2 separate regions of the Gossypium hirsutum genome follow, and region 1 is linked to region 2. The links are chromatin contacts, called in public Hi-C maps. All regions are on one chromosome and are shown on one strand. The core of a region is the stretch at or near the end of the contact, and the rest is flanking DNA. Distances in the headings are between cores, read along the strand shown. Region 1 holds the start of LOC107916983 (GATA transcription factor 24). Region 2 holds the start of LOC107916852 (XIAP-associated factor 1).

Region 1 (7,024 bases), core at 4,123-6,622, 180 kb after region 2:
TGACAACACTTTCATAGTATAGATATTTTTGGAATAGAAATAAATGTGAAACTTCCACTCTTCTCTTTGAGATGCTTTAATAATCTTAGGCGTTGGATATAATTTAAGCTTTTCTTTTGTTGAATTTGACATTCTTTTGTGGTGAAAAGATGGTATTTAAATCACCTTATTCCCAACTGATGGCCTTACTTCCATGGCAACACAAAATTCCACCCCACTTTGTATATTGCTAAATCTTAAACATGCATTTATCCAGTAATAATTGACCATATCTGTTTTATATGTAATATGGGATTAATCAATTGCATGGCAAAGGAGTGTGGATTCCAATTCCACTAATGCCTTGTTTGATTATTAGTGTAATAATTTGAGAAAAAAACTTATTTATTGTGTATATATTAAAATATTAGACATAAAACAAATTGTTAGTATAAATTTAAACTTAAATTTAGAAAAATAAATAATAATTCTTATAAGAAATAGTTCCTTCCTTTTGCTAAAAAATAAGTCATGGGGAATGGTTAAATATTATCAATTGAGTTTATTGCTAACCCATGTACTAAAACATGCATGAAAAAAATAATATTCCTACCAAATTAACTATTCCTAAGAAGCAAAAACAGGTAAAAGGCATTTCAAGCAGGAAACTTAAAATCAACAGGTCATTCCCAGTTTCTAATGTCATCCTGAAAGCAGTGGCCAGTCAGTTAACAGCTGATTACTGTACTTAGGATTTTAATGTCAATTTGGTTTCCTGACTATGGTAGCTCACAATATGCATATAAACATCATAAACTTTTACCTGTATGCAGTTCGATGACATGAGCGAAACTGACCCGGTAAAGGGAGTCTAATGCTCCACATCTCTTTAAACTACTTGAGCAAAGCCAACTGCAACTTCCTAATCAAAACTAGGAGGAATGTCGATTTCAGTATCTGAAGGATTTGTAAGCTCAACAGGAGGTTCCTGCGGATCACGAAACAAAATTATGAGATCTTGTATATCAACCTCTAACATACCAATATGATCCCCTCTTTGGAATCATTTTATAATCCGAAATTTCTTCCTAAAGGCAGAAGAGAAGACAAATGTTCCAATTCCGGATCAAACTTCTAAAGGCAGAACTGTGCCTAAACTACATGGTGCTGTAGGAATTGTATAGATTTTTTAAACTATTTCTTCAAACAGAAGTTGTTGGGCAGTGAACACTAAATATTATGAACCTTGCGAAGTAACTGTATACCTGCTTATCATCTTCAGCAGAATGAGCAATCCCCATAGACAAAGGGTTCGTAAGATCTTCTGCACTTTCATGCAAATCCTGCACCATGTGGAAATTCAAGTTACTAAGAAAAAGAATTTATCACCTATCAAGACTGGATCAATAATTTATTTCAATTCTGGGGATTTTTCAGCTAAATTTTGATCAGTTGCTTCAATATGTAAATAAAAATCCACCTAAAACACAAATTATAAGATTTAACATCTAAGAATGTCTTCTCAGAACCTAAGACAGTATAAATCCTACCCAGCAGGAATGGTCCAATCAAATACATTCCAACAGATAGCACCCATCCATAGAAGATGCGGCAGATACGAGTTTGACCCCCAAGTCAATAAATATGATAAAGTAACCACCATGAATTGATAAACAAATGAACTACGATAACCATCTACTCTTAAAATTGTGCTTAGATGTTATTAGAGGCCATCTTTTCAGTTACTACAAGAGAGATTCATGCTCTTTATCTTAAAGCATATTATGTTCAAAGAATTCCCTTTGAAGTCCTGATAAAAGAAACACATGTAGCTCATTGAACTTTTTTTCTTTTTTAAACTGGTTTAAAATTTTTATTTCAATACAAAAACATGTAAATTCAAGATATGTTAGGATCTGAAAACATACTTCTTCATCTGGGTTGACAGAAGCATTATTAGATCTGTTGGTTAAATCCTTTGAAGGATTTCCCTGCATATACTTCGTACCATGTTAGAAGGAAGAAACAAGCGACCATCTGAAAAGGCTTGATTATAATACAGGAGAAGAGTACGTATGTACATTTTCATCCCGGTTAGCGGACAAGTCCCCTTCTACAATTGAAGGCTTGACCTCAATCGGTGTTTCCTGTGTACATTTTATAATTCATTCAACCAATCTTGACCAAAGTAACAAGTAATAAATATAAAACATTTGTAAAGTTGAAAATTTCCTGTGAAACTTACAGGCTCACTTTGCTCCAGGGAAATATTCCTTCCTCCTTTACTAAGATCTCTAAGTGTTCCCTGTATATTCAACAAAAAGTTATGGAAAATGATAAATCACAAAAAAGGAAAAACGGATAGTTGAAAACTATCACCAATATTAGCACCATTCCAATGACTACTCTGAGTGGATACGTACAAAAAATGATGTGAAAAGCAATGTAGAAAAGCATGCACTATCAACTTTTCAATTGAAAAGATAGGTAGAAAATACTAGTGAAAGCAAGCATCCTTCTTAAGAAAGCATAACTGAAAACTGAGTAAAACAAACCTTATTTGCCCACATAAGCCCGCAAGCATTACACAAAGTCCTTGGACCAGCTGGGCCACGACGCATTGCTGGAGTATTATTTTCACTAACACCACAATGTTGACAGCTCCGGATACTAAAACACATTGAAGACAGAATTCTTCAAAAAGTTCATCATGATAAATATTTTCCACGAATCAGGTAACAATGGAACTCACGCGGTTTCTGGACGAGTACCATCTTGAAAGCCAATATGAGAAGAATCCCAGCTTGAAGGACTAGTACTTTCCTTTACAGATGCAAACTGCCCATTTTTGCGATGCATTCTACAATTATAAAACGAGAAGATTACATCAGCATTATCAGCTGCACCACTACCATTTGTACATATGCATCAGAAAAGCAGTAATTGCATTTAATACTAATATAAATGGCTCCTCACAGTGACGCTTCTGAACTCATAATTCTATCAGTATCACTGGAAAATAATCAAATTCTCAACCTACTTTAGGCCTGTTCCTTTCAGGACAGAGAACCATGAATAAGTGAATGAAGCTTCTACAATTCAAACTTAAACAGGATCCACTGCTCCCTGTATTAAACACATTTCCCCCAGTGGCAACCTATAATAAATGGCTATAGCCTTTATACTGCTATCAAAATTTTTTAGTTTATGGCTCTTCTTCCATCTCCACTTTTAACTTCTACACTCGCATTGCATGTTGAAATGTTAAAAATGTTAATTGTAGGTCTAAACAAAATAAGTCCAAAAAAAATCATACCTTTGTGCAGCCTCCTTCCGTACTGTATACCTAATTTTCTTTTCAAAACATCTCTCTTTCCTTTTCTCACGGAACCTAACCAAGGATGCTATTCGTCTTGAAAGATTTGAGCGCTTTGAGACATCAGCTACACCCTGCAGAATATAGTATGCGAAACCAAAAACAAAAGACCAACAGTGGAATATAATTACACACAATTATTTTAACATCAGCATACCATGTTATTTTGATCAAACGGTACTTCAATTGAAGGAACACCAGTGGGGATATGACGACCCCCCAGGAGTAACAGCACAGCTTGCACCTGTTGCATACAATCCAACAAACACACGTGCTTACTTAGAGGGGGGGAATTTGAGAAGAAAATCTAAACTATTCAATCCATTTAAAGAAAATAACAGAAAACTAAGTTACTTATTACTTGCTCCAAAAGAAAAGAGTGGTTAAAACTCTAATGCACAAAGTTCACTAGATTAACTATAGTAAAATAGTAAATGATTATTAGTTTCACTAATGCTTCCAACTCTTCATTTGCCTTGAAATAACCCTTGTCCAGGGGATGCAGAGACTCCTAAGACATGAAATACCTTATCTGTCGAACAAAGTTACTTTTCTTTTATTAAATGTTTAGAATTACTCATAACCTCTTCTCTTTTCAATCGTTAAATAGTAGGATGAATGTACTTCAACATCCTTGAACCCACGTCCTTTTGTACTATGGAATAATTCATTAATTAAATCCTACATCCTAAAACATGAACTTGACTAGGAAAAGTACCATAAAAGCCCATGTATTATGTCTTTCTACTCAAAAAATAAGTAAATTAGTCTCTTATGTTTAAGTAAAGAGCAAATTAGTTTTTTTTATTAAAAATTTCATCTACTTTTACTATTAAAAATTAGTCTTTGTACATCATGATGATGTAACACATATCACTATTTGATTATTTTGTCAGCGTTATACAAATGCATGATATTTTTAATAGAAAAAACTAATATACACCTTGAACAAAGATATAAAAATTAATTTACTCATTTTATAAGTAAAAAAAGCAAAACACAACCCAACTTTTAATCAAAACTTCTACATACTTTTACCAAATTTGGCGTCTCATTTTATCCTTCATATTCAATAAATTTTAGGAACATGGAAGTCTAATTTTTTTTTTTAGTCTTTTCAGTTAACTTGGTTTCATGTCAGACGTCAAAACATTACTTTAAAATACGAGAACCGAAACATAGAAATCTAAAGGCCCAATTTCAAATTTACTTTGCAATAAACAGGATGAATAGCAGGAAAATAAATTATTTTATTGCCAGAAATATTACCAAAGAGACTTTTATTTTTTTTGTGAAAAAGGATAAAAACCTTTTCAGATGTAACAGCAGGGAACACGTAAACTTCTCCTTCAAAGGAGAGAGTAAGCTCGCTAGTTCTCAACGCCCTAACAACGCCTCCACCAGCTGCGCCACCGCCACCAATAACTCGGCCTATTAGTCCCATTCCATGCTCCGCCACATTGACGGAGTTGATATTCGCGTCCTCCACGTCATCCATGGCGTCATCTTCATAGTCTCCATCGTCGTCGTCGATCTGCATCGTCCCTCGCGCGTGCTCCTCAAACGGACGAACCTGAAGTGGCCGTGGATTCGCAGCCGCCATATATAAACAAAGAAAGGCCGCAGGGTTCCAACTGTACCGAAAATGGAAGTCCCGAAGTAACGATTATGAGGTGTTTCATTGAAGAGCCATGCGATGCGTGTAGTCACTACTGGTAACACAAAATTGGCCTTTATTATCTGTTCTTTAATTATATAAGCCCTAACCCTGGATAAAGAATTTCTTAGCTTGAGCAATAATAAGATTTGCAGGGGCGAGAATGAAGTGGTGTTTCCTTGGACAAACTCAATTTTGGAACTTCGAAGATAAATACTTATTCGGATATAAGAAAAATGAAAAGAAAGGGGTGGATGTTGATTGGGTTGTATTTACGGGAGTACGGATGTTGAGGATAAGTTGGTTTGGGGGTAGAGTGGGGTACTATGGACTTTATATACGCTTTGTATCCCTCCAACTTACAATCACCATCTGAAATTTTTGAGTAAAAATATGTAAACGACACCAAAGGTGGCCGCCCCTTCTTTCTTTTTTTTTTTTTTCACGCAACAATCAAATTTTTTAATTTGGTCACCAAATTAATCGAGATTACTTTTTATTGATTCATTTCTATTAAGTGTCGCCAAATATTTGACGGGAAGGTGATGTGGCAATTAAGAAATTAATATAATAACAAATTTAGCCCTCAATTTTTACATATTGTATCGATTTAATCATAATTTTAAAAAATTAACCCTTAAAATTAACAAATGGTCTCAATTTGATACTCAAAATTTACCTTCCTCTTCCACTTCCTCCACCACCACTACTATCATTCCTCAATTTAAAAAATTAACTCTTACATTTATATCATTAGAATTCTAGAAACAAGTAAATTAGCATTTTGTGATAACCAAGTTCTTATGTCACAGGGCTAGAACTTTAGTCTGACAAATCGCGCAGCCTTAGGCGATTTTTTGGGTTTAAATTCGCCTAACTCAGCTTTACTTTTAAAAAATGAGAATTCTTGCAAAATTCTCTAAGGCACCAAAAACAAGACGAAAGTAAACTCGAAAGAGAAATAAGCCATGAACGAACAGAAAAATAGCGCACACCAAGTGTTTAAGTAAATGCTTTCAAATATATTCAAAACTATGAATGGAATAATTAGAAATGAGGGGAAGGCCTCTATTTATAGTTGAGCTCCCCCAAATCCAACGATACATATCGAATTATATCAACGGTTGAGATTAATATCTATCTACAATATGAGAGTCCTAAGGGATTTAAACTCTATAAAATCTTATTTCTTAGAATTTACAATATTTCACTTGATAACTCTAGTTTTACTGGAGTCTTTACTAGGCTAACAAAACTTCAAGTAAATGTGTTTTTCCATGTGTTCCACAAATCGAGCCAATTCAAGTGGGTTGAATAAGCCTCATTTAATCGATTGACCTCCATGGGACGCTCTTTACACATTCGTCAAAGGCTTCGATCAATAGCCCGTGCCAGTTACGCCTTGCGGTAAAAATTATCATTACTTTTGGGATCAAAGTTTGAATAAATTACTTATTTCAGTCTGTATTTTTTGAACTTGAAAGTTATAACTTTACTTAGTATTTGAATTTTGTAAATAGATGATACCCCTTTTGCATAAGGGTTCGAGAAGCATTGACTGAGCTGGATCTTTTTGTAGAGGTGAGAATTACTAGATATATTTTAAAAAATTTCATTGTTATTTCTTATAGAACTATATATTAACCAATGAGAATATATATGATATTATTTAATGATAAATTAGGTTTAAAAAGAAAGAAAAAAAAAGGAAGTTTTTTTTGGATAAAGGCGGAGGAGGTGGAAGCAACGATGGTAGTGGTGGTAGGGGAAGTAGAAGAGGAAGGTAAAATTTGAGGTTTTAATTGAGACCATCTTTAAATTTTGAGGGTTAATTTTTTTAAAATTATGACTAAATTGATATAATATGTAAAAATTGAAGGTTAAATTTGTTATTATATTGATTTTTTAATTGTCACGAAACTTAGAGATTTAACAACACTTAAGGAAAATGAATAAAAAAATAATTGTAGCACCCTATACCCGGCCCAATCGCAGAGCCCAAATATTAGGAT
Region 2 (6,430 bases), core at 688-3,187:
TTGAATGAATGGATGCGAGCTAAGGGATTTTCAACTGGTAATTATTATTGTCGTTTTATTTTTATAATTTTATATTATTTTTTTATCAATTTGATTATCTAATTATTTATTCTTATTTCATGCTAGAAATTGGTTGCAAGAATAATGATGACTTATGAGGATGATGTTTCTTTGATTGCTTTTTAGGTTACCTTCCTTCGTAATTGTTGACAATTTAATTTAGCTTACAATCTATAGTTTATTATAAAATTAAATATGTTGATGGGTTAATGTATAGATATTCTAGTTGGTTGATTATATTTTGCAGGTTTTTGGTGCTATTTTGGTGTTGTTGGTGATGCTGTTTTTTGTGCTGTTTGGTGCTATTTTTTGTATTGTTTGGTGTTGTTTTATTGCTGTGTTAGTGTTGTTTTGTTGTTGTTTTGGTGCTATGTTGGTGCTGTTTTGTTGCTATTTTGGTACTATTTTGTTACTATTTTTATATTTAGGTATAGGTACATGTTTAACATGAATATAAGCTTTCCCCTATACCATACAACAAAGGTCATATTCTCACATTAGTATCTTCTTTGAAATGTCCATTATATATTTGACATGAATATGTTAGGCAAAAAAAAAAAATGTAGACTAATCCATTTATGATGCAAATGTCATTGTTTAATTAAAACTAACATGAAACTTTTTAAGTGGTATTTCTTTGGGTATATTATGTTAAGTTAGGCCAAAAGAAAAACCATAATAGAACGTATGAGGTGCAAAAAGTACAACTTTTAAAGGTACAATTTTTTCTAATATTCTTGCAAAATGATTTATTCAAGTACATGGAAGATTTGGCATTCACACATTCTACTTTCAGTCGAATTGGTATTTCATTTTAAATATTGAGTTCCCTATGCTGTAGTAAAGATTCTTAGAACCTCATGTTAGAGTTTTAATAGTAATTTTATGATGCTGTCAGTCTTCTCTCTTTCTTTTCTTTTCCTTTCCTTGTGTCTATGAACATGTGATCTCTTTCTCTTGGATGTGTAGGTTCTATTGTTTCTTATATTTTCTTTTTAATGGTACCCCTGTTCAGATATGGAGAATTTCTCTTCATGGGGATCAGTGTGGGGATGGAGATTCAGCTGATATTGGCAGTCAACCGAAGGACTTGAACTTTACCCTTCTCTCTCCTGAACTTGCTTTGGTTACAACTTAGTCAGGAGTTGTTATGTTGTGTGGTATGAAAGTGGGATCAACCATAAACCTTAATGTTGTTTTGGTGCTGTTTTGGTGGTGTTTTATTGTTCTTTTGCAACTATTTTATTTTGGTGCTACTTGCTTTGGTCTTACAACATAATTTATGTTTTTTGTTGTCGTTTTTAATATTATTTTGATATTGTAAAACTTTTTTTTTATTAATTTGGTTATTATTTTAGTTCTATTTTGTTTCAATTTTAATATAATCACTTTTTGTTATATTTTCAATTTGTGTATTGTTTTAAGAATTATTTTAATTTATTTGTTTTTTGTTTTAATATTTGTTTTAAATTTTTTTAAAATGAAATAAGATTAAAAAAAATTAATATAGGCCGGGCCGGGCCAGGCCAGACCGAGCTCGAGCTTAACAATTTTCTTTAGGGTAAGGCTTGGACAAATTATTAGGCCCATATTTCGGGCCAGGCCAGACCTGAGCCTAGACAATGGACTTAAAAATTTATTTGGGCCCGACCTAATCCAAACCTGACCTAACCCGACCCGGCCCGACCCATAATCACTAGAGGCCCCTAACTTCAATTACAAGTTACAACCCCAATAGCACATGATTGGTTGGGTGGGTTAAGGCAATTTCACCTTTACCTTCTTTCCACGCTCCAAGCTTAGTTTGAAAGCCCAATCATTAAGTTAGGCCCAAATAGCAAATAATCGTGTAACTCACCTCCCTCGGAATGCGCGTTGACAAAAAGCTGAACGGTGGACTGTCCAAACTCCGAAGTCAGTATTCATCTAAAGCTGTTTGCTCAACCAAAGTAGTAATTAGAAAAACTCTCTCAGCCTCTTTACTTTAATTTCCTAGAGAGGAACGAGGAGAGTTTTAAAGAAAATCCCCGGCTTTTTGCAGGTTAATTTACTAATCTTGATAACTAATTTTAAGTTCCCCTTATTTAATTTTACCTCTCCATTCATACTTTTTGTTGCCCAAAGATTTTGAAACGGATCGCTATGGCAATTGCTACGGAAGAAACCACCCGCATATGCAATCACTGGTAATTTTTTAGAATTTAATTTCAATTCCTTGAATTTTCTTCTCGATCCCCGTCCTTTTTGTTTATTTCAGCTTAAATTTGTTGCTTGATTTGTAGTATGAGATTCATTGATGCATAAAGAAATGATTAGTAATTTATGTTTTGAACAAATTAAGTTGGGAAGGGAGTGAATTTAGTTGAATAACACCTAAAATTCTCGATTATTGTTGTATTGAGTTCATGTGAATTTAGAAGAACCTTTAACGAGTACTTTTCCTTCTTAATGGTTCAGTGACAGGGCCATACCTTCTTCTAACATTGATTTGCATCATGCTCATTGCTCCCGTAATCTAGAAAGATGTAAAGTTTGTGGTGATATGATTCCCAAAAAGCATGCAGAGGAACATTTCTTAAACACCCATGCTCCGGTAGGTCTTTTCTATTTCCTTTTAAGTGAATCAATTCTGTTCGAACATGATGCGTGGCGTAACATTTGTGATTCTATTGACACCGTATCTGTTCGAGCAGGTGGCGTGTTCACTGTGCAGTGAGACAATGGAACGTGAAATTCTGGCTATTCATAAAGGTGAAATTTGCCCCCAGAGGATCGTTACTTGTGATTTTTGTGAGTTTCCATTGCCCGCCATTGATCTGGCTGAGCATCAGGTACTACATCTGTATTAATTTACATATAAAAGGATGCAATGTTAGTACTTGTTAGGTGAACTTGTTACAATGTTGCCATTGCTTTGCGATTTTAGGAAGTATGTGGGAACCGGACGGAACTGTGTCATCTGTGTAACAGATACGTTAGACTGAGAGAAAGATATAACCACGAAAGTAGGTGTACTGGTATTGCAGAAAACAATGAGGGATCTTCCAGGTATTTATGCTATAATATAATTCCCGATTGGAATGTTTGGCTAGATATTTTATTAGTTACTGCTTTTCCGTAAATTATATTTCTTTTTATAACCTTGTTATTGATGCCTTGCAATCTGGACTTGTATATAGCACCGAAGAGTTGGTACCTTGATGGTATAGGATAGCTTTTTGTACTTATTATTAATTTCATTCTCGAAAATGGGAGCTTTTAGTTCCCAATGAGTTATGTTGGAAAGTATTCATTTCAGTCTGGAGTTTAGCCATGATATGTAATCAATGTTTACATAATCCATGTGATTATTGTCGGTTAAAGTATCATGGAAGCCTATAGTAGGAGTCAGATTTCATTTCCCCTTCTACTAAAAAAATAGTCAAATTAATCCCTTTACATTAATCAAAGAGCAAACAGGTTATTTTGTTAAAAATTCCATCCATTTCCACTATTAAAAAATGGTCCCTGTATGTTGGTATGAGGTATGCAAGGCAGATCACATGTCACTATCTGGTTATTCTGTCAACCATGTCTGTTTTTAACTATACAAATGGATGAAACTTTTAATAGAAATGATTAATTTGTTCATTGATCTAACGTATAAGGATTAACTTGTCCATTTTTTGAGCAAGGGGGTAAAATGCAATTTGACTCCTAGTACAAGAGCCCTTTGGTACTTTTACTGATTATTGTCCGTTTTCCCCTCCATCTTGTCGTTCGGGAAATATGGCAAAATCTATCTAGTTTGTGTCAAGCGGTATTATAAGGGATTTACCTCTATTTTCACTAAGATTGGCGGATAAAGCCTTTTATTTTGATTATGTTGTGCACCTAACGTTGATTATACCTATAGTTTTGCTGTTTTAACTGTTGACATAACTGAAAACCGTATCAGAATGCTGCTTTTTGTTTTCTTCTCCGATTATAATTAGTTTTAATTAATATGTTTGGGACCGTTTAGGGATGTGAGGGCAGCCGAAAGGGAACAAGCTCGTCCAAGAAGGCAGGCATCGGAATATTCAAGGAGACGAATTCTATTCACAATTGCAATAACCGGCATCGCTGTTCTTCTAGGCTCACTTTTTTTCCAGAAGAAGACAGATAGCAGCCAGGTACATTAGTTGTTTATGCAAATCAGGTACATTAGTTGCAATAACCGGCATCGCGGTACATTAGTTGTTTAAGCAAATCAGGTAGAGAGCTACATATTCCATTTGTGTATCACCAAATTGTCCTCTAAGATCATATACTATTAATGCTGGCATTCAAAACTCATTCAGATTGTGATAATGTACTGCATTTTCTTCCAAATTATAACACAATAATATTTAATTATGCTAATGTACCGAGAAAATTTTGATAATTTTTTAATCTAGGGTTAATATGTAATTTACTCAATGAATTTGTCCAAAATACTTGGTACTTGAACTTTTTCTTATTTCTAATTGGTACCTAAACTTGTCGGTTACACATATTGCTACAATTTGTTAATAGCTTAATTTTTTAAGGGTTAACATAATGTCGCGTTAGCACAAATTATTGGTTTAGTGTGGAATACTCATTTTAGGTATCAAATAGGTACTTTTTGGAAAAATTTAGAAAATAAATTATATATTAATCCTTTTATCTAAAATGAATATCATATTGCTGACGTTTGAAAACACATTTAACTTCAGATTTGATTGAAAGAAAAGAGAACATAAACCTTTTTAAGGTTTATTTGCCAAGTAAATTTTAAATAAAAAATAACTATATCTTTATTAATCAGTAATCATGTAAGTTTACTTAATTTTATTCGTTTCTCTCTTTTTATTAATTAAAAAATAATAAAATTTAATTGCTATAAATTATATTTTGATTCTAATAAAATTTAAAAAGAATAAATTTAGGTTTAGTTTAACCAATTGAAAAATCAAGTATGGAATAATTAAGTGTAGAGTTTTTTATATTACTGAATTTTACATTAAAAAATTGTTTGGTATATTAATAAAATTAAGTGTTGAATATAATTGTTTGATAAAATTAATCTTGGTTTTTTTAATTATTTATATCTTAAATTTTAATATAATTAATATTGATATATTATTTTATATATTTTTCATAAAAGTTAAATATAATAATTTGGATATGTTATCGAAAGGGAGAATTTATTTTTAAAATAAAACAATGTTGATAAGTAACTATTTTTAAAATAAAATGTAAAAATTTGAAGCTGAAACCTGATATTGTGACAATAATTATTGTAGGAGTTTTATTATTATTTGAAAGAATTAGGCAAGTAATTAAAATGGTGTATCTTGGTTAAAGAATTAGGTAATTATTTTGAGTTAAAGGACACTTGGGTGCCTCCCTATAAATACTTTAAATACAATATAGAAAAGGGATTATTCTCGTTCTTAATAGACCAAACTCTTATCTCTTTTCTCTTCATTCTTACTTTTTCGGTTTTTTTGTCCAACGAGCACCACAAGATTGATTATTTTAATATGTCATCAAATGTTACAGACGTGAAAGTTAACCAAATCCAATTACAGATATGAAATTGGTAGTTGGGTAGAAATGAGTGGCATGCAGCATTTGCTTTTCACAATAACATTATTATTTTGGTAGAAGTGTTGCATTCCATTTGGTGGGAATTTGAGATCTTTCCCATTAGAATGTGACAGTTGTTTTATAGGCATAATAAAATATTACATACATGTGTTATTTGTAATATATTCAATTTGTTTGTGAAGTTTAAAAAAATTCTATATTTATATATAAAAATAAATTTAATTTTCACATAAATAAAAATAATCAATGGTTTTTATAGATTTTTTTTAGCCTTAATGGAACATGTTGGATAATTTTTCGTTGTGTCTCATTAAAGGGGACAACCGAATATTTATATACATGGTTACTGTTTATTGAATTGATGTTCTTAATCGACTCTATGTATGCTGGACACGTGTATTGTTTTGGGCTACCTATTGAACTTCGTGGCCCCTACATGCGAATTCTTTGGGTATATGCGAGCTGAAATAACGAGCTCCAGTTGCTGACTTCTCTCTGTAAGGCTTGTACATATCCATTCGGTAGGGCACAGCCGGGTTGCGGGTAGGTGGCCCAGACCTTATCTAGTTCCCAGGTCAGTGATCATAAGCACATAACAATTTAATCCCTCCTATTGGGTCTAAGGAGGGCTATAAAGTGGTGCTCATTAGAGCCATCACTTCGCATTTATACAACTTGTTGAATATGCAGCGACCACCGGGACATGATGTTAACTTTTCCACGTATACGGGTGGATTGTGTTTATTTGTATCTAACCATTGGTGCCCCTCGGTTA

The links. Hi-C and Micro-C count contacts between places; a contact is called where the count stands out from the background.
Region 1: a contact with region 2 is called in a Hi-C map of leaf, with 2.0 times the contacts expected there. The contact joins the promoter of LOC107916983 here to the promoter of LOC107916852 in region 2. A contact is called at or near these places in 3 of 34 Hi-C or Micro-C datasets (anther, hypocotyl and leaf).

What each region holds. Positions count from the first base shown.
Region 1 is chrA01:33,942,847-33,949,870 of Gossypium_hirsutum_v2.1, forward strand. It overlaps LOC107916983 (GATA transcription factor 24), which reads right to left and starts at 5,373. Exons shown (of 10, transcript XM_016846371.2): 1 at 4,665-5,373; 2 at 3,513-3,599; 3 at 3,296-3,429; 4 at 2,732-2,839; 5 at 2,535-2,649; 6 at 2,225-2,284; 7 at 2,061-2,126; 8 at 1,908-1,970; 9 at 1,245-1,322; 10 at 649-967. The coding sequence starts at 4,958. The coding sequence ends at 902.
Region 2 is chrA01:33,765,927-33,772,356 of Gossypium_hirsutum_v2.1, forward strand. LOC107916852 (XIAP-associated factor 1) reads left to right here and starts at 1,938. Exons shown (of 6, transcript XM_016846218.2): 1 at 1,938-2,101; 2 at 2,185-2,246; 3 at 2,518-2,653; 4 at 2,754-2,891; 5 at 2,987-3,108; 6 at 4,064-4,443. The coding sequence starts at 2,203. The coding sequence ends at 4,223. LOC121223309 (a long non-coding RNA gene) reads left to right here and starts at 591. Exons shown (of 2, transcript XR_005920596.1): 1 at 591-776; 2 at 1,076-1,458.